Regions from separate parts of the Sus scrofa genome. Here region 1 is linked to region 2. A link is a contact called in public HiChIP or PLAC-seq data. All regions are on one chromosome and are shown on one strand. The core of a region is the stretch at or near the end of the contact, and the rest is flanking DNA. Distances in the headings are between cores, read along the strand shown.

Region 1 (7,443 bases), core at 2,182-4,681, 91 kb after region 2:
AAGTTCACCCTGGCCCCAGGTCAGACTGTCTGCACTGTACCAGGCATTGGATACCTGCGCCAGGGCTGGCCTGACAATGGCAGAGGCGTTCATATGCTAAAATGGTGCAAAGTCCCTATATCAAGGGCAGGGTCTTGAACCGCTGCATCTCTGAGGCTTTGCCTATTTTTGCTCCTATTGAAACCTGCTGCCAAAGCTGGAGGAGTGACTCTCCTCCAGTGAGACATTTGTTGCCTCTGGGTGCTGGTATAAAATGGGCCCTTCTCTGCATTCTGGTAGTCGGTGGGGCTCATGGACCTTCTCAGCTTTTCACAGGAAGAGAAAATCTACTCCGTATACTCGATTCCTTCATTCACGCGTAGGCCATTTCCTAGGCTGCCTAAGTAAGTCCACTGCGCTTGCCGCACCTCACACAGAGGCCGTGGTTGACATCTCTTCTTGTGTCCTTGTGTACATGTGAGGGGTGTTTAACTCTTTCACGTCACACCTTCACCATTTATTAAAACTAAGGTGATAACTTCCAGAGTTAACAAGAGCGTTCTTCCCAGGGGCCTACTTGCCTTTTTGAACGGGACAGTTCTTAGGATCATCTTTTAAGAATGAGAAGCAGAGCATCATGGGAAAATGACAGGCAGGGATAAGGGTTTATAGGGGCACATCTCTTCAGGGGCCATCCTTGAAGGCATTGGAAAAAGTAATTTCTTATTTGGTTGGTTATATCAGAGACCACAGCTACTTGTCAAAGACTCAGGGACAGGTGGGGATTTTGTTAGTGACCAAGTCAGACTGGGGTCAGCCTGCCCCTGAGCTCAAGTCCTGGCTCCCTCCGAGCACGGCTGTGTGACTTTGGTAGAAACACCTTCTGGGCTTCAACTTGTCTCATAAGCAGATCTGAGTCAATAGTATTAATACTGAAGAGATTAAATGAGATTCATGTCAAGTGCTTAAGGCAGTGCCTGGCACACAGTGGGGCCTAATCATTGCTGCTATTATAAGCTCATTTTCGAAATTGCCTCCCTCCTGGTGCTCCAGCAGTACTGCACACCATATACAGTCTCGCAACTAACAGATGACGTTCATTCCATTAACCCTTTGAATTCTAACAACAGAGGAAAATTAATTTCCTGCTCATATATCATCCTCATCGCTAAAACGTGAGCAATCCTAACGTCCCCTCCTTACAGGGCTGTGCGAGAATCCCACCAGAAGGCCTGTGTGTTAGAAAATCTTGTAACTGCCACAAGAGCACACAAAGGGAAGCTGTGTGACCATTTGTGCCTTACTTTTGCAAAGCTACATCTGTCCTCCAACTGCTAAGTTCCAGACACACGCTGTGGCCCTTTTGTCCGTAGCCCGGCATGTGAAGGCTACAGGGCAGACGAACACCAGGGTGCACTGTGGCCAAGATCTCAGTTTATTCCTCTGCAATTTTAGGCAAGTTACTAAGTCTGAGACTCAAGCTGCCTCTGCTTTGAAATCACATGGTTCGATCTCAGAGTTGTTAAATCCCAGTGGTATAATTTAGGTAAAATGACCATTTTTCAACTACTAACATCTGTCTCTGTGCTAGACAAGACTGTAGGGCAATAGGAATAGGTGCTGAGCAGAGATGAGCCCTGCCCTCTTGGACTGAAGGCAACAGATATGCACCATGTGTAACTGGGGTACCAGTAACACAAAATTTGACTCCAAACAGCTTTGACAAGCCAGGCAATTTAACATCTTACCATCTCCCAAGATAGGCCTATCCCAGCATTGGCTAATTCATAGCTCCTGTGTATTCAAGACATTCTTTCCACCTTTCAGTTCTACAATCCTTAGCATACTGATGTTTGGCTCCAGCCCCATGCCCTCATGGTTACAAAATGGCTGCTGAGGCTCTGGGTTTAGCATCCTCACATGGCATTGGAAGAGGCCAGGAAGGCAAAGTCCCCCTCCTTGGTGTCCATTTTTGTTTTCTGGACTGAAGAAACCATCTTCAGGCATGCCAGTCAGTACCATTTAGTACTTTCAATGTTGCCCAGTATCAAGTTCCAAAACATGTACACCCTAGAAGAGAACCCTTATGTCTTTTGAGGAAACCTTTCCTAGAATCTCAAAAGATGTGCCCCTCAAGTCTCATCAACCCAAATTGAGTTACATGATTGTTCTTAAAGCAGTCACTGGCAAGGAGAGTGGCATTACACTGGGCCAATCAGAAGTCCCTACAGTTCAGCAGCCCCGGCAGCACAGGACCGTGACCAGGACCATATGATTCCCTGAACAAATAAGTTCATCCGCACAGGGTGGAGAGTACACAGATGCCCAGGGGGGTGCAGCCTTTCCCTTATTAGTGACTGTTGGACGAGTGGGCAGAACACACCCCAACCTTTCCCATTTGCCAAAATGAAAAAACAGTAGGTGCAGCCCATATAGCCCCCCTCCAAGGGAATGCCCAATTAGTTCTCAGCGCCTGGAGTAGGCAACTTTGCAATCAGAACAGCAGTTTCAGAGACAGCAGAGGAACTGGCATCTGGAGCCTGGATGCCTTCCCAGCCTCTCACAAATTCTCCAATTACACCGCTTTTCGGATCTTTTTCACTACCCCAAACCGACTGCTCTCCTAGTCTTTGAAAATGCTACTCAGAAACAGACCATATTATGTGTTGGAGACACCTGTTTGCAATCACATGGCCTTTTATGGATCTATTTGGAAGCCTGTTTTCGGGAGCTACCTAGAAAGCCAGAATGGTACAGCTAACACCTGCATGAAATGTACTCCATGCTGGAGGGTCTGCTTCCCTTTCTTCCTGGTGTCAGAGACTTGTGAGGATGGCAGCACCCTTACCTGTCTGGGGGTGCCTCAGGCACAGGGAACACCCCACATCTTGCACACACCCCCGCTCCCCACCACAGGATGAAGGGCTAACTGGCACCTTCCCTCCTTCCTGGGGTGAGGGCTCAGGGGACAAGGTGGGCCAGAGGTTCCTGTCACAGGCAGGCAGAGGTGATGCCTTGGCAAGCGGGGGTGGTGGTGACTCATCTCCTGTCTCAGAGAGCCAGCCATTCATTCATGGCGCAAACAAGGATGGAGGTCAGAGGTGGCCCAACGCTGGGCTAGGTGCCAGACACTATGCTGCTGCGTGGACCCAGCCTCCTTGGAGCATAAAGTCTATAGAATCAAATAACCTTCCAAATACAATCGCACACCATGGAGATGCCTCATGTTTGCAACACCTGACTGGCCCATTTATGCGGGGGGTGGGGGGTGTGCAGGGAAAAAACCCACCAGCAATTGTAACAGTCTTACTGTTGGACAATGTCACACCAACAGAGCCCAGATGGGGGGGCAGTGGCCATTCACCTTAACTTTGGCCTTTTTACACCCCTTTGAGGCTGCCTCGAAGCAAGTCCAAATGCTCCTCCACTAATTTTGCACATTCATCTCTTGCTAGTCTCTGGCTTGCAGTTTTTTTCACAGCTGGATGGTTGTGTAATAACGTACTTATAATAAAAGGGAAATTGTAGATCTGAGTCAGAGGTCATACTTTCTTAAAGGGCCAGATAGTAACTTTTCCACGCTGCAGGCCCAGGCTGCAGGGTCTCTTTTGCAGCTACTCAGCTCCGCAGTTGTTATCAGGAAAGCAGCCCATCTGTGAATGAACAGGCCTGTTTCCAATAAAGTTTTATTTAGGGACTGAATTTCATGGTTTTCACATGTCACAAAATACCATTCTTTAGTTTTTCCAGCCATTTTAAAACCTAAAAATGCACTCTTAGCTTGAAGGCCACACAAAAACAGATTTTTTGGCCTGTGAGCTACAGCTTGCCCTTCCCCTAGGTAGGTGGTGGGATGTAGGTATTTTATCAACGTCGAGCAATATTAAGATTTCTACAGAAAATGATGAGACATCAGTGGCTTGTTTTTTTTGTTTTGTCTTGGTGTTTTTCTTAATCTGTTTGGCTAGCCACACTGAGGTACCCTCTTGGTTAACTACTCTGTCCACTTTCTCTTTTGCACCTCCTTAAGGAATCTCACCCTGCCCTGACATTACAGGTGTCCTGTATGACATATCACAGAAGTACAGGATACAGAGAGATCTAGGATTTCTGTAAACCAAAAGGATACACCTGTGTGATGAGAGCTTCGATGTGGCTAACTCACCAGGTGCCCGTGGTTACTGACTGTCCCTTCCCAGTGACTGGAGGTACTCTCAGCTTCCTGCCCAGCTCTCCTCATTTGAAGGTCTGTTTCTGGCCATTTCCAAGTCTTCCTGTTTCCCCTCCCCCACCTTTCTCAACATCCTCCCACGGGCCCCTGAGTGGTGACAACAGCCTTCCTGGCTCTAGACAGTGGTCCCACGTTCCACCGAGATTCATTTTAGGGAAGGCCCCGGCTACCCACACAGCTTCGCCACCCCATCGCGTGGATGCTTTATTTAGCTGATGAAGCGTCCGTCTTCACTTTATTCAGGGGCAAGGAAAGAGAAAGAAAAGGGACTTGAGGTGGGAAGAATCACTTCCCAGAAAGCAGCAGGGAGGCCCCCACACCTTCCGCTAGCCTCATGAAACCTTGGAGAAGGCTGGGTTTCCCCACCTGTGCCCACCCCTCCTCCAGGGCATTCTTCGTGCCCTGGACTCTGCTGCAACAGCTGACCCTATTTTTTAGTGCAGTCAGTGAATTTTAGCCTTTAATGCTCTTCTTTCTCAGAGGCAGGAGAGAAGTGGTGCAGCTGGATGGGACATGGGAAAGGAAATGGCTTTGGCAGGCCCGGTCCAAATCCTAGGAGGCAGCCCTGGCTGAAATCGGGGAAAGGGAACCCTGCTCCTGGGGGTTTGTTCTCAGTGTTAGACAATCTTTTTTAAAGGGTAGAACAGGAGGAATTGAGGCACGATTAAGGCAGACCTGGATTCAGCTCCCTGCTCTGCCCTGAAGCTGTGAGACTAACCATTTAAGACTTTAACAGGGGTAAGTCATTTGACAATTTTAAGCTTCAATTTCTTCATCTGTGGAAATGGAGACCAGAAGATTGAACTTAGAGGGGCTTCTGTGAGGGTTTGAGAAGGCATGGCTAAGGACACTGCATATTGTGATGTTAATTTGGGCCTGTCCTCACATGGTTTTTCCAGTCTGACCCAGGTACTCCTTTAGGGACAATAAAAAGGGGTTGCCTTTAGGGATTCTCAAAAGGATTGTCCCGCATAGGGATGGGGTTACAGTGGGTGGGCTGCCAGGTCCCAGAAGTTAGACCCAAAAGGTACAGCCCTGAGCAGCACAAGGAGGCTGGACCCTGGGCAAAGGGCCTCCTGCCCAGCAAAGACCCATGCCCTTCACATAGCTTAGATGCAGAAAGCGCGTGGGAGCCCGAGACTGTAGGTGCTCGCCCTACACAGAATGTGGGGGTGCTCACCATGGGACCTGCCTCAGGCCTGGGCAGAAAACTGAGGTTACCCCAGGGCAAGGGGAGGGCAGGTAAAAGAACTGCTGCAGAATTTCCCACCACCCTGGAATGGCAGACATAAGAGCCAGGTTGAAGGAGACAGAGAGGAGCTCAGTGCTTCTCGCTCATCTGCACAGTGGTCTCAGACTCTGCATTAGCCCAGGTGAGAAGTCGGTGCCAAGAGTGGCACAAAGTCAACTTTAAATGAGAGCTACCCTCAGTTTTCCCCTCTAGAAGTTGGGGAGCATCACAGGGTTGTGGAGAGGATTAGGGACACTATTCCAGCACTTAGAATAGCCTGACACAGAAATAAGTACCGCAGAAGCATTTGCCACCCTGTTTCACCCTAGTTAAACCTAACTTAGGTGGCTTCCTCCTGCACAGGGGAGCCCAAGGGCGTGGGGCTGCCTTGTGCCGAGGGACCTGAAGCACCCTTAAGGTCCACAGGCCTCTTTGGGTGGCTGCCCATGTGTTTGAGAAGCAGAAAGAATTAAGAGCAACTAAGGCTAACTTTAAACAGGCTGGATTTGTCTTCCAAGGTGACCTACAGTTGATTCTTTCGAGTAGAAGGGCAGAGAAAGTTCAGAGCATTTCTCTTTACTAAAGAAAGCTCGTTTTCCCTACAAGCAACTATCCCAGTGGCCGAGATTTAGGCAGGAAAAGGGGGTTTTTTGGAGGCAAAAAAGCCAGGAGACGAGAGGAAGGAGTTCAGAGTGTTACTTAAAGTTCATTTTCCCTACAAGCAGCCAGCCCAATAACCGAGATTTGAGAAGAAAGGGTTTTCTTTCCTTTTGAGGCAAAAAAAAAAAAAAAAAAAAGAGCCTGAAGAGTAAGTCCCAGCTCTGCCTTCCAGAGGGTGAGGGGTATTTATGGTCTTTGGTGTGGGAGGCGTGGAGAACGTGGGGAAAGGTGATTGAAAGTAAGAAAAAGATGAGGTGATTGTAGCTCCGTGCAGGTGTAACTAAGCCCCAAGCTTCTTCACAGAATGCGTATTCAAGAGAAGGTGGTGCGCATGCTTTAGGGGTGGAGTTTTGCGTCCTCTGACGTCAAAAGGTCACGGAGCGGACACTAGCGCATGCCCAGTTGGTGGGTCGGTGGTCCTAACCAATCTTAACAGGGTTGAGCTCCAATTGGACACAGCTGACTCCAAGTTCCTAAAAAACATCTCGGGTGAACATCTTGTTTCAGCTAGGTGTGGCTTGGAAGACACGCAGGGGTTTTGTAGCAACAATTAAAGCAAGCTTGATTAGCGAAGGCAAGTTACAAGTGTAATGGCTCTAATGATGACTCCCCAGGTGTCACAGGCTCCCCGGATGTGGCTTGCAGCTGCAGGGGGTTTTCATGCCTTTGCCACATGGTCCCACCTGTCAATAAACATAGGGAGCAAGTGGTCTGGTTCAGGTGGTGCCATGAGTCAGCATCAGCCAGGACGTGACCTGGGGTGACACGGAGATCTTGGGTGAGCGGGGGACCACCTTGAGTATGGGCAAAGATGCTGAGAAGCTGCAAAAGGCATTTGGGCAACAAGGAGATTCAACTTGAGCAACAAAAACCCTGGAGTGTTTGAACACAGCCAGCATGAAGCCTGGAGGGCAGCAGGTGTGAAAGTGGGGGTCAGGCCTGCTGGGAGGACCGCAAGCAGGGCCAGCCCTGGGGAAACAGTCTTTGCTCTGGGCCAGCTGTACGCTCTGGGCCTCTCCATGGCTCAACTGACCCAGCTGAGTCTGCGTCTCAGAGCCAGCTCTTTCCCAAGCCCCTCCTGGCCAAGGCACCTCTGCAGGGCTCATTGCTGGGCAGTCCTGCTCAGACACTGCATGACTCAGCTTCGATGTGAGATTTCACAGACCAGCAGCATCCCAGATGTAAAAGTAAGGGGAAGTCAGCATAAAGGGCAGGCTGTATCCTTTTCCAAGTAAAGGGCATTTGAAAACAGTTATTCCCATTATCCCATAAAGTAGGTTTTTTTTTAACTCTCTGAACATTTGGAAAGATACAAACCTGAAGTCAGTGTTGACCACCCTTC
Region 2 (7,607 bases), core at 4,867-7,366:
GTCCCCAGCATAGGATCTAACACATTTTTTTTTTTTCTTAAAGTGGATGAATGAATACATTTGGGTCACTAAGAAAGTAAAGAACTTATGAAATCAAATAGCCTGGCTTAGTGAGCAAATAAGCGTTGTAACATTGCCATTATCCTTTCTTAAAGATAAGAGTCGCATGAGATCAGGGTTCTCCACTCTCCTGAGGTTGACACACGGAGGGGAAGGGGGTGGTGGCGGTGAGTGGTCAGGAAGGCCTGTGAAGCATATCTGTAATTTACACATCAACCACGAGGAGGGCTCAGCTGAGGGAGGAGTCGGAGCCTTGAGACAGACCAAAGCCATCCTGATAACAGCCCATAATGGGGACGGCAGTGCTTCGTCATACACAAAGTGTTTCCCCTGACATTCTAAGAGCCTAGAGAGGATGCTCGGAGCTTATTATCCTGTACCATACATTAGCATATATTTCTGAGTGTATGAGCATCGCCTCAGGAAGAAGGGCTGCCATTCTCATTGCATAGATGTGCAGATTTTCAGAGATTTCTTTCCCCCCTAGATCACATAGCAAGAAAGGCTGAGATGCAAGGCTTGAAGCCAGATCCTTGGACTCAAAGTGATGCATGTGAAAGCAAAAGAGCATCACTCCCCATCCTGGAAGCTGTGTCTGAAACCAGTCCCCATGCTCCTCAGTCCCTGAGGAACTTTGACTTTCAGCATGTAAGCTTGTGTGCCAGGAGGGATTACAGAGAGAAGAAAGCTCTGAAGTGCTTCCAGGCAAGAGGGGTTGTCTTGGGAAAAACCATAGCCTGGGGGAAAGAGTCCTGGGGTTCAGATCCTGATGCTTTGACCCACTTCATGTCTGAGAAACCCCAGTTTCCTCATCTGAAAATAGGAGGAAAGACATTGATCTGCCTTAAAGGATTTCTCTGAGGACCTGATAGAGGGTGGGGTGAAAATGTTTTAAAAACCCTACAAAAGCTGAGGTTCTTGTTTCAATGTAGGAATGCTTCAGCTGCAATGAATGGGACAGGCAGCTATAGTGGTTTGACCAGCTGAAGCTTTATTTTTCTCATGAAATTAGAAGTCTCTGGTGAGTCTGTACAGGGTAGAAGGTGATATAAGAATGCCACTGAGCCTCTGGCCTCTTTCTGTTTTTCTGCACTAATGTCATCCTCATGCGGCTGCCTCATAACCACAAGGTGGCTGCTACACCTCCAGGCCTTGTGTTCAAGTTCTAGGCAAAAAAGGTGGCGTGGGGGGCAAGGAGGAGGAAGAGTTGGTGCCTATATTATGAATGAAAGTATTTTCTTAGAAATATCATAGCTCATTGGCCTGAACTCTAATCAAAGGGCCTGCTTCTAGGTATGCGGGTGGTCAGAGATGTGAGCATTTGTAGCCAGGCCCCCCACTAGCCTGATCAAACCCAGGATTTTGATGGAAAAGGAGAGGCTAGGGTCCATGGTGTGTGGCAGCTGGCCGTGCCCACCATAGAGCTGGACATTGAATTCACAGGGATCTTTTATATGCAGTCTCTGGGTTGGCGTGAAGGTGAATCAGGTGGCCTCAGCCTTTGAGGAAAAAGTGGATCACAGTATCCGACCATCAGAATGGGAAACAGAGGTGGGCTGGAGGCAGAGAATGGTGGGGGCTGCTGCACGTCTAGGAGGCCCAGGGGTAGAGGTTCAGTCATCCTTCCCTCCCTCCCCCCTCCCTCCTTCTCATTTGTTCAGTTGCATGCGTCCATCCCCCCACCCCACACCCCCCAACTCCCCACAGGGCTGGGAAAGCTGAATCCGCGGAGCCCATTTCTAGCCACTGTGTTTGTGTATGTCTCCACCCGAAGATGTCTAACCACAGACTTCCTCTTGACTCCTGGCAACAGAGAGAAAACAAAACCACAGCAGCTTTCATTGCTGAAAACACAAAACTGCCTCTATTTCTGGGAGGAAACACTAAAGACTCCAGTCCAAGGAGCCTCGGTTGGGCAGTCAAATCTCCACACTGTGCACAGTGAGGTCCAGGCGGGAGGCAGCCATGAGCTCAGGGGTCAGTAGGCCGAGGGGCGGGGCACTGACCGCTCTGGGAACCTGGGACCTTCACACACACTCCCCGACCCCGGCAACGCTGTTAGCCTCTGGGGCTGATTTTGATTTCAAGCAATCCGTGTTTTTCCTTTCTCTTATTTTCTGTGTTATTCATTTCACCTATTGATGAATTCCTATTTCATACTTTCTTCTCTTGTTTATTCGTTTTTCTCATTTCTTCTGATGTGTTTTTGGCGCCTTTATTTTTCATCTTCCTTAATAATGAAGGCATTTCAGGGCCGTACATTTTCCCCCGAGTTGAGATGTTTTCTGAATCCCATAGGTTTTTGAAATAAAAAGTTCCCCTTTTCATCTCTTTCTAGATGATTTTTAACCTCGGTTTTAATATTTCTTTTGATCCATGGGTTATCTAGAAGAGTGTTTATTAATTTCTAAGTACTTAAGAATAGTCTCAGCCACATTATTTTTTTTTATTTAAAAATTTTGGATTAGAGTCATAGACGGTGGCCTGTAACATCTCCAATTAATTTTTTTCCTTGTGTCCAAGTATGTAATCAAACTTTATCAATGTTCTATGGTGAAGGGAAAGATGAACTGGTCAGAAAAGAGTGGAATTCCACAATGTCCTGGTTCTGCAGACACAATGCCCAGTTCCAAATCTTCTACCCCTTTCTAGCTGTCTATCTGTCCACGGAGAAAATATAGAGTTTTTGAGCTTTACTTTCCATCTTTAAAATGGGAGCAATAGTGATAGCCACCTCTTTGCTTTGCTGTAAAGATAATTAGGAGATTGTGTATGTAAACGTGACTGGAATGGGGCCTGGCATACTAAACAGAAATGTTGCTATTTTTGTTGTTTTTGCAGAAAGGAAGGAACCTTTACTGTCTGTGCCCTGAGCTTTATTCCCAACCCAGAACTGTGGTTTATGGTTATTGTGGGGACTAGAAGAAAAGAGGAAATGGGTGGCTCAACACAGCCATCACCCTTCCCACGAGGGGAGGCATCTGTGGCCCAGAAGGATGGGGCCACTTGCCCACGGAAGCACGGCAATTTGGTGGCCAAGCTAGGCTTCAAACCCAGGCCTCAATCGGCCAATCCTTCCCCCTCTGCTGGCAGTTGATCTAGTTTCTCTCTTGAAAGAAGAGGCACTTGACCCAAGATTAGCCTCCGAGATGCTGGGAGGGCTGGAGGCTCTGGCGGGGTGACAACTTCTGAGCTTGTCATGTTATACTCTTGCCATCTGGGAAGGGTAACCCTGAGGTCAGGAAGTTCCAAGAGAAGATGTAGAAAGAGGGTTAGGATTGGGCATAGCTGGATGCTTTGGGCATCTCTGTTTCTTTGCTCAGTGGGGGGCAGGGGAAAGCTAAGCTTGACACGGGGAATGGTCCTCCAAGGCACCCCAAGAGGCATTGGTTGTCCTCTGGGCCTCAACCCTCCATACCAGTCTGCCACGCTTCCCCAGCCCTGACTCTGACCCCAGCAAAGCCCAGTCCTCCTGGGGACCCTGTTGTCATCTCTAGCAGGTATTTTCTGGAGCAGAGAGCAGGAGCAGGGCTGCATATTATTGATCAGAGTAGCTCGGCTGCATGCATAGGCTCATGGAAACTGGAGGGACTGGGGTGACAGCCCAAGCAGGACTGCAGAGGCCTGGTTAAGAAGAAGGCCAAAGGGTGTATGGTGCTGGCTGTGCCTGCCAGCTGACATTGGAGAGGGGCTGGCACTGTGCCTTGGGGTGCACAGAATTCACAAGGCAAGGGACCTTCTTTCTGGTGGAAGGCTGGGGATGGGAGGGAATCTCGGGGCAGAATTACAAGGAGAAGAGTGGCTGAGCTATCTGATTGGGGCCACTGATCTCAGGAGCAAATGACCATTTCTTGGCCAAGGACTCCCTGTATCTGGAAGCATCATGTGACCATGCTGTGCATGGACCATGACAGGACAAGGATGCCTATAACAGATACAGCAGCACAAGATTAAAGCACCCGGGTGGACAGGTCTTGGCATCTGTGGGGAAGGTTGCCAGCAGATAAAGGTTGGGGTTACAGGCTGATTTTAGAGGATCCTCCTTTGCACATTTTAAAAACATGGCCTCTTCTTGATTCTTACGAAAATTAAGCAAGTCAGTGTGTGCAAAAGTACTTTGTAAATAGTAGCACAAGAACAGAAGCGAGTTGTGGCATAAAGAATTTGATGAGAAAATGCCCGCTGATTTTCTACTCCGGCCCCAGCCCCTCTGTTCAAAGCTGTAGGGGAATCAAGTGGGGTTAAGTCTTGGGCTTTCTCAAAGTGAAAGGCTTTACAAACAGCATCCTTCCCTCCCTCTTCCTTCCAACATGCTTTTGTGATGCGCCTAGTATCAGCCACGTGCCGGCAAGGAGTTGAATGACATAGCGATCACCGTCTACTAGGGAGAGACAGGAGCAAAGGAGAGGGTATGAAGCCTAGCCTGGTGGCCAGGGACTGTCACCAAGAGGCAGCTGGCTTCCGTGGGCACGAGGCCGGCGACAGTGCAACAAGCACAGGGAGGCTTCTAGAAAGCTCCAGATCGAGAGGGATGTGGAGGCGGATCTTGAGGAAGGAGCCCGATGAGGAACAGAATCCTCTTGGGGGAACCAGGCAGAAGGAAGAGTGTGCCCAGAGGCGTGGAACCTGTGACTCGCAGCTGCGAACCATGGAGCCCCAAGCCAAGTGTTGGTCCCAGGGTGCGGATCGGCAGTTTGGGAGCTCAGAAGCATTGATGGCCCCAAAGGGAACACACGTGTTGAAATGAACTCCTCAGGGTGACACTGGGGGCCAAGGCTGAGTTGCCCTGTTAAGTAGGGGGTGTAGTGGGAAAAGCACAGGTAGGTCTTAAAGCAGATGGTCCTGGCTTCTAATTCATACCGTGGTACTTGCTACTCCATGACCTTGGTCACCACAAACCCCTCTGAGCCGCAGCTTTATCATGTCTAAACTAGGGACAGGTGACCTGAGCATTACCTTGGAAATCCATGTCCTTGGTTTGCATGGGCGGAGGGATAGAGACCAATTTACCTTGAACACGGCCCTGGGGAGATCCGGAGCATAAGTTATCATCTCAGCCTTTGCAGAGCCCATGGTGTCTCTTCTTGAAAGACAAGAAAGCAGCCAGTTACAGCATGGTCTGAGTTTCAGTGGGCTAAGCAGGGCCAGGAGATAAGGGAACCCAAGGGAAGACATCTTAGCCTGGCCTGGGAAGTCAGTGTTCCTGGAAGCAATGAGTGTGGAACTGGGGGCATTCCTGAAAGTCCAGGCAAAGTTAGCAAGGCAAGGAAGGAAGGAAGCAAAGGGAATTCCAGGCAGAGGGATCAGAATGGGCAGAGGACTGGAGGTAGAGGCCAACTAAGACACAACATGAGAAATGGGGGGCGATGAGCCTGTGGAAGGTAGGCAATGGACTTGAACGCTGTGTCACGGAGCTTGGACTTTATCCTGTATGCAGCAGAGAGTATTTAAGAACGAGAAACACAAGGGAAAGAATGGATCAGGCTCTGCCACGGGTGAGGTCACTGTGAGTGGGCCAAGGGGAGGCAGGTGGCAGAAGCCCTAGATGCCAATGTGGCTGAGGTGGAGCCCCTTGTATGGCAAGTCCAGAGCACCACTGAGGTTCCAGGGACAGAGTGAACAGTCTCCCTCTCCCCCCTCCTTCCCCCCATGCCCCCGCCCCAGCCCTCCCTTGCTCCACAGAGGACAGGGCATGGGGGCCCTGAAGGCTCCCCTGCAGGGTGGGGTCTCCAGAGCAGCCCTCTGTGGGGACGATGGCTTCCTCCAGCCCTGGTGGGCTAGCCAGGGCCCCTTGGCTGCAAAGGACAGCTGTTTGTTCAAGCAAATGATGACCCTGTGGGAAGGACATGGCTGAATTTCACAAAAACCCAAGGGTGAAAATTTCAGCCCCACCTCTGAGGAACTAGAATCAGGAACTACAAAGTCATGCCTGTCCTCCACCCCCGACCCCCAGCTTTTCTTCCTCTTTTTTTCTCTCCATTTCTGGCAGGCTCCCTTGGTTAGGGGAGCTCACAGCTGCCCCGCCTCCTGCTTCCCACAGCCCAGTGTCCCACAGAAGCCAAGCAGAGACTCTCAGCCTAATCTCCCAGCAGAGCATCTGCTTGGCTGAGCCCAGGCAGCAGACTGGGGCCTTGGGCAGGACCCCCACGTGCCTATCAGCCCGGTAGCTGCAAAAGGGGGTGTCCTGGACAGCACGGCTCCCGTGTGGGTGTGTTGGGAAATGCGCTTAAGGGAGGTGTGCTGGCACTAGACAAACCCCCAAAGGTTGTCTGTTCCCATAGACCTTTCCCTGGGGGAATTGGGTCAAAGGGCATTTGGGGCAGGCCCCCCTCAAGATGCACAGTAGCCAGAATCCACAGGGATCTCCATTTACCTCTTCAGAAAGGGAGTCAGAGACAGTGAAGGTAACACCCGGAAAGACTTTGCATTTGTTACAGAAATCTGTAAACTTAGTCTGGGGGGAACTGGTCTTTGGGGTGGAGGGCTGGGTCTCTCGGCTGCAGGCCTAAAGTGCAGGTCCAGAGCCCAGGGATGCAGGGGTGATGGCAGCTCCTGGACGAAGCTTAGCAGCCTGGGCTGGGGACTAAGCAGGGAGAAGCCCATGTTCAGGCCCCCAGCAGCCTGGAGCTGAGAGGGGGCCCAGGGCTTCTGAAGGGGCCCGTGGCATGGTTTTGTTTCAGATTCCCCTTGGCTTCACACTGCACCAGCTTGAGGGACCAGAATTCATTTGGTTGTTTTTCCAAACCTGTAATGCTTTCCCCTTTTCCTTCTCACATGTTGCCAGAAGCTGGGCTTCCTGGGGATCCTCGTAAACCCAGGAGGCTCTGAAATCATCTTCATGTAGCACAGTTTCCCTGAATAGCAAGGGAGGCTGGCTGTAGCTGATGGAGCAGGAAACTGCATGAGCTGCTGGGGCCTGAACGTGGGCTCCCATCCCTGTGCTGGCTGCCCGCCTCCCAGGAGCGAGGCTGTCACAAATCCTCCTGGTTCAACTCTGGCCACCAGGCAATTTAATTAAGCTTGCCAAGTGTCAATTTTCTCATCTGTGAAATGGGACTAAAGCTAGCCCAAAGAGAGGTTGTGGCCCTCAGGATCTGATGGGGCTCCCAGAGAAAGCTTTCGCCATGATGTCCGGCTAGACTCAGTGCTGTTCATAGTTTCAGTTATTACTGTCCCTGCTTTGGGATATACAGCAGGACCTCAGCCCAGGTCCCTTGTAGTTTATGTGTTGGTTTTCAGTAGACAAGTATAATGCATTTGATGTGCTGGTCAGCCCTACCTCCCCAGGGTTTTCTGAACTCCCACAAAGTGTTGCCACCTCTGGGAATTCACTTAGGCTCTTTCCTCCTCTATAAACACTCCTTGGGAGGGCAGCCTGGCCAAGACCTCAAGATCGCCTGGGTGCAGCTCAGATCTGCCCTTCTTCATCACAGTGTGCTGTGGACCTGGGAGGGAATTTACCTCTCCCTCCCCTACTCCTCAGGCTTGGAATCTCAGTGACCTCTGTTAGAGAGGGGCAGCATCCTGCAGTGTGTGACAATGCCTCT

What was found. HiChIP or PLAC-seq counts read pairs in DNA pulled down with a chosen protein or histone mark.
Region 1: an H3K27ac HiChIP or PLAC-seq map of alveolar macrophages shows a contact between it and region 2. The contact joins two enhancer-like sites. A contact is called at or near these places in 4 of 47 Hi-C or Micro-C datasets (blood, epiblast stem cells, fetal heart ventricle and 1 more) and 1 of 2 datasets of contacts at active chromatin or transcription factors (alveolar macrophages).

What each region holds. Positions count from the first base shown.
Region 1 is chr1:167,594,385-167,601,827 of Sscrofa11.1, forward strand. LOC110261987 (a long non-coding RNA gene) reads left to right here. Exons shown (of 2, transcript XR_002346464.1): 1 at 1-4,948. Among named protein-coding and RNA genes, the nearest start is that of TLE3, 260 kb to the right of the region's middle. Within about 2 kb of position 3,432, at least 15 of the 83 cell types and tissues checked have an H3K27ac peak or open chromatin away from gene starts, as enhancers often do. A contact at or near this core is called in alveolar macrophages, where this site is marked.
Region 2 is chr1:167,500,880-167,508,486 of Sscrofa11.1, forward strand. No RefSeq gene overlaps it. Among named protein-coding and RNA genes, the nearest start is that of RPLP1, 210 kb to the left of the region's middle. Within about 2 kb of position 6,117, at least 8 of the 83 cell types and tissues checked have an H3K27ac peak or open chromatin away from gene starts, as enhancers often do. A contact at or near this core is called in alveolar macrophages, where this site is marked.